Linked DNA regions of Anas platyrhynchos: region 1 is linked to region 2. A link is a contact called in public Hi-C data. All regions are on one chromosome and are shown on one strand. The core of a region is the stretch at or near the end of the contact, and the rest is flanking DNA. Distances in the headings are between cores, read along the strand shown. Region 1 overlaps LOC110353382 (a long non-coding RNA gene). Region 2 overlaps LOC110353382 (a long non-coding RNA gene).

Region 1 (5,813 bases), core at 841-3,340, 34 kb before region 2:
AGCACTCCTAGCTAGGTTCGTACCCTTTTCTTTGCCTGGTTTTAAGTTATAAGGACCGATTTTTGCATTGACACCTATGAGAAGTTGTGCCGTGCTCCCTTCTCCTGGCTCTGCTGTGGGAGTGAGAAGCTCCTTGGCAAGCAGTTCGAGTGCTACAGCATCCTAAACCCCATCTCAGCCGTTTGTAAAGCTGTGGATGTGAACGGTGAAGTCCTGCAGGCAGCTCTGACTCTGCTGGGTTCGGAGCATCTGTGCAACAGGACTGAGCAAGCTGGGGAAAGGGATGTGTTTGTTTTGTGTGCTTTTGTTTAACTGGGAAAGACACTACAAGGTTTGGAGATAGTGTCTTTATAATATTCCTACTTTTTTCTTACCTGTTAAAGCAAAAAAGGCAAACCTTTCTTTTAAATGGGTAGTTTTAACTCATTCATTTGGTGTTTTTATTACAGGTGGTTCTTCCCAAACAATGCTAAGCAGTCAGGTGAGTCAAATATTTCACTTTCCTGCACATCTATGCATGAGGAATGAGAAATGATGAGTGGGACCAATGCTGGACACCTCTGAATTTCAGGGACTTTAGGTTCAGAGTGGCCCCGTATCCTCCTAACCACTTACCCCCAGAGAGGCATTTTTAAAACAGGCATTTTGTTCTTTGTCTCTTCTGCAGTGCTGCAGATTCACTTGCTTCAGAGCTTGCATTTAGCGATTAGAACTTTATAATTTTCTCCTTTGCTGGTAATGCCCTCACACTGTCATTTGGAGCTGAAAGGAAAGCGCGCTGCCAGAGCTGGCCCCACTGGGTGCCGCGATAATACTCTTAGGAGCGAGACTGTCATTAGATTAAGTGGAAGATACCGGTAGAGTTGCTCTTGATGGCCAGCCTCTCTTTTCTCCACATGATGCTCGGAGTCCGACTCTACTTTTCCTTTCAGATTTCCATATTGTCCCTCCTTTGTGCCTTGTCAGGAGCATTAGTCACAGCTATCCATCCGCATCGTGCGTCGCAGCTGAGACAAAGCCCGTGGGACGTGTGGCTGCCCGGCACCCTCACCCTGCATAGCATGGGGCTTGGGTCCCTCGTGTGAACAGCAAGCACTGGGGCAGGGAATCAGCATTCGGCCCTACAAGCCCGCTGCGTGACGATATTTAGCCTGGGTGGGGTGGCACCTTGGTGGGATGTTGGCCGTGCTGGGACCACGCTCAGCTCTGGTGTGGGAACGCGCTGAGGCTGACCAAAGGACTCGTTTTGCTCATTTTTACTGGTAAAAAGTGAAGGTGATGCTCATTCGGGCAGTGTGGGCTCCCCTTCTGTAGATTACTGGGTTCCTCACGTGAGGCTTGAAATCCTCATCTCGTGAAATTTGGCGCACGCGACAAGCAAAAGGCGGGTGCTGAACGATTGTCCCGAGCTGTCTGTCAGTGGGAGAGGATTTGAGACCGTCAGAGACGGAAGGAGGGCTTCCAGAAAGAGATTTCCCGCACCCAAATAATAAGGAACAGAGAAAAAAGTAAATAATAATAATAATAATAAAAAAAAAAAGTTGAATTTTGTCCCAGCCAAGGAGTGAGGAATGGGTGCAGCGACCATCACCTTCCCTGAATGGGTCAGGCTTGATTTAATCACCTCCTTTCCTAAAAGCAGAAGGTGAACAAACCATCTCTAAACGTTCAGGAACACACACATCAGAGACTGGAGGGAAAAAAAAAAAAAAGGTTGTTTAATATGGATATCTGACCCCACTGTGCAGGGAGAATGAGGCAGTCTGCGGCCCCCAGCGTCTGGTGGCAGGGAGTGGGTCCCACATTGTTGGCTCTGGCAGGGTTTCAGACATCTGCCAGGGGACGGGGATTTTGTTGGGAGAGGTGGCAGAGCGAGGGGAGCGAGAGAGAGACGCGAGCAAGCGCGGGGAGGCTTGCAGCTTTCTCTATATGCCCGGATAATGCTTCCTCTTTAAAATTCCCTTACTAAGCTCGGCTCCTATATTTTATATTCCGAAGGAAGGTTCCCGCCCCCCCGGCCCTCCCCACCCACCGCCACCCTCTCTGCCTTTAACTTGGGGAGTTGGGAGCTGCTACATCCACCCCGTGCGCTTTGCCAGGCAGCCCGTTTAAGGCCAAGATTAATGCAGTGCATTGGTGCAATCGTGCCGCAGTGCTGCGTGATCGGAATACGAGATGGAATATAGGGGGAAAGGCCAGAAATGTGCCTGTGTGCTGAGTTTACACAAGTCTCCTTAGCAACTTGTCTGATTTTTTTTTTTTTTAATTTATTTTTCTTTTTTCTATGTGGGGTGTGTGTGTGTGTGTCTGTGTGTGAGCGCTGTCCCAAATCACCAGTGGATAAAACATTCCCCGAGTTTTTAAAATAGCTCCGCTTGTTGGGCTCGTGGTTGTTTTTCCTTCTCCCTTTCCTTTTGTTAAATTAGTGGCTTCGTTAATTAATTTATTTATTAATTTATTTGTTTTCCTGGAGGGAGGAGGGCACTTGGGGGGGGGGGACGCCGAGCGAGGGGTGGCAGTGGGGCTGGGGGTGGGGGCACCGCAGTACTTCTCATTGTGACTTCGAGAGAGTTGGTTCCCTTCCAGTTGTTCACATCTCAGCATGTGGAATTAGTGTGCTTTCTCCCGATTTGCCACAGAATTGGCAGTAGGCTGACGCTGTTAGTCATTTGAATTGTGTTTGGATCCGGGCTGATTTTTTATTTTATTTTATTATTATTTTTTTTCGTATTTATTTATTTCAAAACATATATATTTTTTTTTTATTTTGAAAATACGCACGATGTATTTTATAGGCTATAAAATGGAGGAAAGGGGAAAAAAAAAGAAAAAAAAAAAAAAGAAAAGGGCGAGAGGATTGTGGCACGACTGTCCCCCGAGCCATCCCTTTATTCCCCTCCCCGTCCAATTTTTTTTTAGTTGCCTCCTGAAGAACCCCCTCCCTCCCTCCCCAAAGGAGGGAGTGGCCTTTTAGTGATCCAGGTACGTTGGATTTTTTTTTTTCCCCCAGTTTGTGCGATACTTTATTAATAGCGTGGGGCAAAGAGAAAGGCTGGAGGGTGGGGAGAGCAGGGGAGGAGGTGACGGCGGGTGGAGAGAGAGGAAAGAGTTATCCTCGAAGTACTGTACCTTGAAATAACTCGAGGGAAAATAGTTGCTGCCTCACTTGAGCTGCTTTCCAACCCTTTCTGTGTGCTTTTACTTTTTCTTTTCCTTCTATTTCTTTTTTTTTTTTTTAAGCTTTCCAGGGGGAGGGGGAATGAGGGGGGGTGAGAGGGAAGAAAAAAAAAAAAGAAACTGAGCCAAAAAAATTTTGAAGGCTTGATTTTGGCTTCTATACAAACAGATGTTGCCTGTCATTCCGCTGTTAAGCAGGCAGCAGATTGGAGCAAGCAGCAGCAGTTCAGGGGGAACTGCAGCAGAACTGGAGAGTGGGAGATCTGTAGATAGAGAAATACCTTTTTGTTGTCGTTCTGCACATAAATATTTTTTTTTCCCCTGGAATTATCTCTAATTACGACATGTCTCTTCTCATTTTTATTTTTTTTTAACTTTATTTTTTTTTTTAAGTGGGCAAAACAAACGCAAAGCAAAATGGAAAAGCACTAGGAACTCTCACCTAAATTTTTACCAAAACAGCTATCTTTCGGGCTGCTTTGGAGAGCTTTTCGCTTTGCTGTCTTGTTCCTTTCCACATAGGCGAACACGTGTAGGAAAGGGGGTTCTATTGGAAATGCTTAAGGCATTCTCGGTAAGTGAATGTTTACAATGAATTAGGACAGGGATTCTCTTGTTTTTCTTGCTGCGAGCCCTGTTTCTGTTGGGTTTGCCCCGGAGTTGTTGCTGGATGTGGAATTGTGAGGGTTGAAGGCCTTTCTGTCTCCTTTCCAAGTTTTAGCAGCGCTGTAGGAACACGAACCGCGCTGTTTATCCAGTCCGAAGTTCTAACGAAGCACCGCTACGCTCCATATCGCGCCTCTTTTGTCTTCTCTATGCGCTCGTGGGTTTAATCCCCCCCCCGGTTTTTTATGCTCTCGTTTTTTATTTCCCCCCTTTTGTTTTTAATTTCTGCCTTCTGCTTTAATCGTAGCGCGCTTGGGAGGGGAGAGCAAAGAGCAAAACACGGCGAGCTGTGAGCCGAAAGAGTTAAAAGTTTCTTGGCACAGGAGCAGCAGTTTAGCAACAGATCAATTCATTTAAATGAAAGAAATCACAGACCAAGCCATCTGATTTTGAAATTTCACATCTTATGCTTCCACTTTAGAACAAAGCTTCTGTTTTTCTTTCGCTCTTATTAATTCACGCTGCTTTTGTCGAAGGCTGTTGGTTTTCATAGGAACTTTAGGTTGTCTGTAGTCTGTCTCTTTCCCTCTTAAAATATGAAATCCGGGGGTGTAGCCATCCTCTGCTAGTTGCAGTTAGTTCTGCTGTAAAGCCAGCCATAAACCTCTGCACATATAACAGCTGGTGTCAGAGCTGTTTTCACCCTTGATTACTGGATGTTTGAAACAGCTTCCATTTTCTGCCTTGCAGGCTGTACAAACAGTCACCTCTGTGCTGGGAAAAATAGTCCTCTTCAGCCTCCCTGACTGTCCTGCGGGCTTTCTGAGCACACAGGGCTGGCTCTGTGGGTACCCACGGCACCGTGTTGGAAGGGGGGATTTTCTTGACCCAGATAAGAAGTATTTGCCCCCTCCAACATCTGTATCGAGCAGCAGTTGTTCGGACTGGCTGTGTGTGTGCCTGAAGTCCTGCAGATGGAAGAGTTGTATCCCTCTGTGCCTTACCACGTACATCGCCCGTAAGCCACCGTAACACTTTTAATGGCCAGTTAAAGTCTGAGAAGGATCACAAGCAACTTTCTGTGGCTGTTTGTTCAGTTAAATGCATTTGAGCTTTGGTACCAGTCCCGGTAGTTTTGTTCCTACATCAAGTCAAATGAAATAAATAAATTCACAGAGAGAGAGAAGTGAGGGATTTTTAAAATCTATCCCCATCTTCCTTTTACGTTACCTCCTCTAGAAAAAAAATAAAAATAAAAAATAAAAAAAGGACTTGCTTACGAGAAATGAATGTGCTTGGTGCAAGGATTCGCAGCCCCGTACTGAATTTTGATGGAAGCTTTTGCGCCGTGATGCTGAGCCTCTTCACGGTGGCATTGCGTCAAAGGAGAGGCCGTGGCGTTGGGGCATGGGCGAGCTCCTATCAGAGGGAAGCAGCGAAAGGGTGGGGAAGGCGTCCGCGAGCGGGGGGAATCCTTTTGTTCGGCTGCTCCCCAACCTCTGCTTCCCTGCACCCCCTGGAAGAAATCCTCAGTGAGGAAGAATGGTCTTAAGCCGCAGAAAGTGGATTTAGAAAAAGTGGGTGGTGGTGGGGGGGAGAAGTATCAACCTCCACCTCTAGCGCGGCTATGGTTGGTCGTAGATCTGGACGCTTTTATTATTTCCTGCTCTTACACTAAGATCCCAACTGCGTGTAGGGAAACGGCAGGATTCGGAGCGTGAGTCCGTCCCCCCCCCAATATTGGAAATATTTCTGTGGGTGTCGTTGTGGTTACATCACCGCGCGCTCCTTCCTCATCTCCATTCTTGTGCAAAATTCAAATAATTCCCCCCCCTCCCCGATAGCAGCTGTGCATGGTTTTTTAAGTCGGTCTTTAACGTTGCGAAAGGAACAATAAAATGAAAGGCAAAACCGGCATCTTAAAACTTGGCAAGTGAAAGCAGCTTGGACTGGCAGCCAAGAATCCTGCTGTGGTGCAAAAAGAATAGCATCCACGAAGCCACCACAATCCGGGGTTTCTCTTCTTTTAA
Region 2 (5,858 bases), core at 2,507-5,006:
GACAGTGACGCTCAAATTAGAAGCCTTTGGTTGTCAAACTCCTCACTTGGTCGTGCCCAAACCATGGCACTTTGCCCAACTTTGCTTTCCTTGAATGTGCCCCACACTGAATTTGTTCCCTTCCTCAATCTGTGTTAGAACTCTTTATCTATATTAGTAAATGTTTTTGCCTCTGCTGAAGATATTGTATTAATTCTTAAGCTATTCTCCTATATTCTCATATATGCTGCCCATATAGCTGAGACAGAATTGCTATTTCCTAAATAACATTTGTATGGTAAAATCACCCGTTTTATTTTTTCTACTACAGGAGAATGAAGGGCTCAAGTTGGTCTGTAGTGAAGTTACTGAGTTGTCTCAAAAAGACCTTAAGGTTTTCTTATGAATGCTTAAGTCCCTAAAGCATCCCCTCTGGCTGAGCATCCCTTCTCCTATGTCTTCTTTGAACCACTAATTCCAATTCATTTCAGAAAAAAAATAGTAATAGTTTGGTTTTACTCTGCTTTCTCCTATAACTGTGCAGCTACCGAGGTTTCCTTTGAACCCGTGTCCACGATTAAATTCATTCTTCCTTTCTCTTTTCCAGCTTCTCTCTGCAAAATTCCTCTTGCTCCATTTCTATGAGAACTATTCCTGCAAACTGGGTCCCTAAGAGGATTAGCGAAGGGGATACCAATTTATTTATACCCACCTCAGCATGGTAGCAGCCAAACACTGTAAGTTGCTGGGTTATTAAATGGCCTGTAGCACATGAAAGAAGCTTCAATCTTCTGGGGCAGTTCAGAGTGGACAGGTGTCCACCTCACAGCTGCTCCAAACTGATCCCCAGTTTTGGCAATATATATATATTTTTCTTTTTAACCTGTTCACATTGGTGATATGAACAGGAGTGCTCAGGACTAAATGGACCACAGGCATTTGGTCCCTTTTAAAATATAAGAACAATTTTCAGGCCTCTTTCCGTTGAACTTTTTTTAACTGATAAAAAATAAAAGAACAAAAGAGAGATACGGGGAGTTAGGGAAATCCCTCAGACTTTCTCTGTTTAAATTCCAAATTCCTGGCAGTCACAGTGTCAGGTGATGTTGCTGTTTGGGTTTGCTTCTATAGTGCCTGGCTTGCACAGTCCCAAGCTGAGTTAAATACGTGGCTATGATCAAAAGAGGATGACGCCTCCATTTCTTTGTGCCAGCCTGGAGGCCCTTAGGTGTTGGAGTCTAAGCCTTTGAAAAACAAGGTTGCTGGACTCCAGTAAATAAAGTGTCCGGATGCTAGTGATGATTCATAAAAGCAATTAAAAAAGGAAAGTGCTTCGCTGCTAAGCGTAATGCCTTGGTTTGAAGATGTCCTTAAGTGTGTGTAATGATGCAAATAGTGGTCAGTGGATAGTGACTGCTGTGTTTAAGATTACGAATCTGTTTCCAACATAACTCCTGTCTTCACGTGGTCCTAATGATCAAAGCCACTTTTTTTTTTTTTTTTTGGTAGCTGAATCTTCTTTATTTAGTCTGTATTTCGAAATAGATAGTTCCCATCCCTTCTTAAATTTGTGAAAAGAGAAAAAAAAACACAACTCCAATACTAATACTAATCCCAATACTAAATGAAGATTTAGTATTTTCGATGTGAGAAATGTGTTTTTTGAAATTTAGACACTAGAGATGGCAAATGTTTGAAATTTATCCAACACGATTTGGTTGGGGTTTTTTGTATTGTTTTTATTTTCAATGCTACCTTCTTGCATTACGGCCTTGACCTTCCACAGGCACAAAGCACCTCACTTGCACAGCTTTCAAAGTGATTTGTAATTAGCAAGGCTGAACTCTGCTAAGCCACGACTAGGGTTCTTGTTGCATACAGAGATCCCCCAGCATGGCCACATTGCCAAGCGAGACGTAGACCCCGAGGCATATTCTACAAGCTTCTCAAGTCAGCTCAACCAACTGTTAGCTCTTAGTCATGGCTCTGGGGCTGCTGTTCTAGAGCAGATGCTTCCAGTCGTACCAACTTCTCCAAGTGGATGCCTCTGGCTTCTCTCGAGGTCTGTGTATAGTCCGAAGCTGGGGCTTGGCTTTGCTTTGCCCTCACATACTGCCCTTGATTAGACCAGCCATATATGCTAAGGGAAGCAAAATAGTTTACTGATTTATCATGGATCATTAGATGGAGTAACTCTTCTTAAAACATCACCAGTATGGATACAATAATTAGAGATGTGCTTTTGTTAACATTGCCAGCCTCTACCGTCTTGTACAGTACCCTTGGGTACTAAATAATTACCCACTTTGTGTGGTTATCTAGCTCACTAATTACCCACAAAAATTGGGGTCAGGTGTTAACTGCTTGAAATAAGTATCCTCCAAAGACTTGGTTAAATTGTGTAAAGAAATTATGTGTTTGCAGCAAAACTTTAAAAAAAAAAATCAAACATTTTTTGTTATTGTTGTTGGAAGGAAGACAGGGGAACGTGAAAAAGACAATGGGTGTAAATAATTCTCTGTGATGGCAAAATCTTACCTACTGCTATGATGCTGAGGATGGTATCTGTACGGGTAGTGAAAGGATGGTGGCAGATACCGTCTCTCTAATCCAGTCTACTTTTCCCAAAGATTAGATCCTTCAGTACACAGGGTTTGATTCTTCCCCTATCTAGGCTGATGTCAATCAGGATTGTGTCGGTATAAATGAGAAAATTTGTATGCATGGATTCCTGGACTGCCTTTACTGCATAATTCCACCTCCTCTATCACCCAGGGACTTCTGCATTGCACCCAATAATTGAATTATGTATTGTATACGTATTTCCATATGTTTATTTTACTCGTTTCAAACTCTGTATGCATGCAGAATTTCATTCTAAGGCTGCTGCTCATAAAATGTAGCCTGCTTTGAGTAATAATTTAATTCCTGTGTTCAGGGAGTTACCCCAGTGAGTCAAAGATTTCTAGATAGCCCCACCCTCCCCAACTTCCCGAACACTTACACTGCAGTCACTTTCTCTTTGCCAGACCCACACAAGACGCTGAACTAGCCAAAATCCCAAGAGGCAGCTTCCCCTGCCTCCCCCATTGTAGCCCCAGAGAACTAGGAAGCAAAGCCACAAAAACCCCGAAACCAAAGCCCTTGAAAATACCTGGCAAGGCACAGAGGCACGTTTAACAGCCCGCCTCCCTAACCTGGTGCCTCGCATAGGTGCTGGCTGTCCGCAGTACAAAGGATTTCAGTGGGAACTAAGGGAGGTGCTTCGGAAAATCTCCCTGTGCACCCTCAGGAGCCGTGGATATCCAGCTGCATTCACCGCTGCAGTCCTAAAAGCACCTGTGCAGTGCCCGGCGTAACAAAGAGACTGCCCTATTGATTTAGTGCTAGGTGCTTTATGGCGAGCAGCACCTCCTGCTCCCACCAGCAGCCTGTACAGGGGCAGGTCTAGGGCACTGGTGGCGTGTTTCCAAACCCCAGCCCCATAGATCTGGTGGATGTGGGGTGGCAGGTGAGGCCCCACATGGCAAGGTGGGGGTCTTGTGGGGTGTACCTGCGCTCCGCATTGTGCAGCTCTGCAGGCACCAGCCTCCAAAAGCACAATGCAGATTTAGTCGTCAGCCCCTCTCCCCCCCCCAGCTCCCCGCTGATGTTAACTGTCTGTATTATTATTTATCGTTATCAGGGGATTTGGTTTGATCAATGAAGTGTATATGCGTCTGACGGACATTGGGAGAGGAAATGCTTGGAGAATGAGTAACATGTCTGCAGCGGAGGGTGTGTGTGTGTGTGAGGGAGAGAGAGAGGGAGAGCATCGGTCCTAGGAGCAGTGACTGATGAGTTCATTTCAAAATCCAAGGGCATATAGCTGGTAAATTAGCACATCTTGCAAATATAGTCCGGGCTGCGAGGCAGCAGCGGGGCTGCCATTGAGCGGAGGGCTGGCTTGTGGGGAGGGCTCGGGGGGGTGTGTGTGTGTGAGGGGGGGGTGGGGGGGGTCGAGGAGAGGAGCTTGGCAGCTCGAAAGTCATCGCGGGCATGAGGCAGGCAGCCTGCTGCCTCCCTGCGATTTCCACGGGCGGCTGCGGGCTGCAGCGTGCCGGGGGGGGGGCGGCGGGGGGGAAGCCGACAGAGCAGCAGCAGCGGCGGATTTTATTGTTTTAAAATCCAGATCCAGCCAGAGGGATGCCAGGCGAAGGGCTGCGGTCCCCCTATTCCCCCCCTTATCCCTTCCATCCCTCCCCCCTTCCTTTTTTTTTTTTTTTTTTTTTTGCCTCCCCCCCCCCCCCCTCCCTTCAAGCACCCCCGCAGGATGGCGGCGTGGGGCAGCAGCCGGCTGCCGGAGGGGTCCCGGGGGCTGTGGGGTTTCTCCTTGGGGGGCTTTGGGGTTTCTCCCGGGGGCTGTGGGGTTTCTCCCGGGAGCTTAAGGGATTATTGGGGAGGGGGGAGCCGGGCTGGTGTGTGTGCGAGGCTGGCGGCGGCGGCGGGGGGAGCCGGGTCCTTATTCTGTTAAAGATTTAAGTAGGCATGCAAGGAATCTCTAGGATAGTTGGCAAAGGGCGAGGGTGGGGAGGGGGGGGGGGAAGGATCCAAAAGAGTCTGTAACCAGACACTGAAGCTTTCCAGGAGTGAGAGTGTGTGAGAGAGACGGAGACAGAGCGAGAGGAAGAGAGGGGGCAGTGTGGTCTAGTACATTTTCATCTGGTCGTTGATTTGAGCCTGATGCTTGCTGTCCCTCAACAGCCTCCCTTGCCTGGATTTTTTCTTTCCCCCTCTCCTCTCCTTTCCCTTCTACTTCATCGAAGCCTAGGGGAGCCAGTAAAGATTAAATGTGCTTTCTAAAAGGCAGCCACTTCATGCAGCTATGTCTACTCCCCCCCTCCCCACCAGCCGTCCCCCCCCCCCCCCCCGCCTTTACTCCCCCCCTTTTTGAAATTAAAAAAAAAAAAAAAAAAAAAAAAAGGAGCGAGGGGGAGACAGAGAGGGGGAGAAGGAAGGAGGAGGAAGAGGAGGACTGTAGTTTAATGATGTCGGGACTGGCTGATCCAGAAGGAGGAAAAAAAAAAAAAAAAGGAGGAAAAAAAAAAAAAAAAAAGGCAAAGATTTGAGATCCTGGACGAGGAAGGACTTTGGTGAATGGGCTCAGACTCCTGAGGTGAGAAAAGGACGGAGGGAGTGCCGCCGGGTCGGTGATGGGGCCCGTGACCGCTGTGCGGGGCCGTGCGGGGCCGGGCCGGGGGGGGCCGCTTTGGGCAGCGCCGGGCGCGGAGCGGCGGAAATTTGGGATTTTTTTACCCCCCCCTCCGGCACCTTCGGGCTTCCCCCCGGTTCTGCCGCTGGGCCCTGAAGCAGCTCCAGAGATGGGTGGAGGGTGCAGCTCCATATTATTTATTTGGGGGGGGGGGAGGAAAGGGGGGGGGGGGGGGAAGAGAGGGAGGGGAGGGAGGGAGGGAAAGGGGGAGAAGAGCGGGGAAGGAGGTGGCGAGCTGGGGACGAAATCCTGCTCTCGGTTATGGCCGGCGTAAATTTCCATTGGCTGGGGTTGCACAAGGTGCTCGGAGAGGAGTCGGTGCAGGATGGAGACCCTTTTGTGTGTGTGTGCGGGGTGGGGGGGTGGGGGGGGTGCGGGTGTGCGCGGGGCTCGGGGACCCTCCTCTCCCCGGGAAAAAAAAAAAAAAAAAAAGGAAAAAAAAAAAATGGGTTTTTCTCCAGGTTTGCCTTCGAAAAAAGCCCGGCCCGCGGCTGGCAAGGGAGAGGGCGGCCGGGGCTGACAGCCTGGGGCTTGCTCTGGCTCCCGGCTGGCCCCAGCTGATGCAGGGGCTGGGAGCCGGGCCGCAGCTCGCGGCCCCCCCAGCCCCCCCGCTTTAATAACGCCGCTG

What was found. A called contact is a pair of places that touch in the nucleus more often than the background predicts.
Region 1: a contact with region 2 is called in a Hi-C map of subcutaneous adipose tissue, with 2.1 times the contacts expected there. The contact joins two enhancer-like sites. A contact is called at or near these places in 3 of 8 Hi-C or Micro-C datasets (F1 follicle, skeletal muscle and subcutaneous adipose tissue).

The regions. Positions count from the first base shown.
Region 1 is chr25:7,322,623-7,328,435 of IASCAAS_PekinDuck_T2T, reverse strand. LOC110353382 (a long non-coding RNA gene) reads left to right here. Exons shown (of 18, transcript XR_011804905.1): 9 at 450-481. Among named protein-coding and RNA genes, the nearest start is that of UBASH3B, 150 kb to the left of the region's middle. Within about 2 kb of position 2,090, at least 1 of the 8 cell types and tissues checked has an H3K27ac peak or open chromatin away from gene starts, as enhancers often do. A contact at or near this core is called in subcutaneous adipose tissue, where this site is marked.
Region 2 is chr25:7,289,824-7,295,681 of IASCAAS_PekinDuck_T2T, reverse strand. It overlaps LOC110353382 (a long non-coding RNA gene), which reads left to right. Exons shown (of 18, transcript XR_011804905.1): 16 at 587-5,858. Among named protein-coding and RNA genes, the nearest start is that of UBASH3B, 180 kb to the left of the region's middle. Within about 2 kb of position 3,756, at least 7 of the 8 cell types and tissues checked have an H3K27ac peak or open chromatin away from gene starts, as enhancers often do. A contact at or near this core is called in subcutaneous adipose tissue, where this site is marked.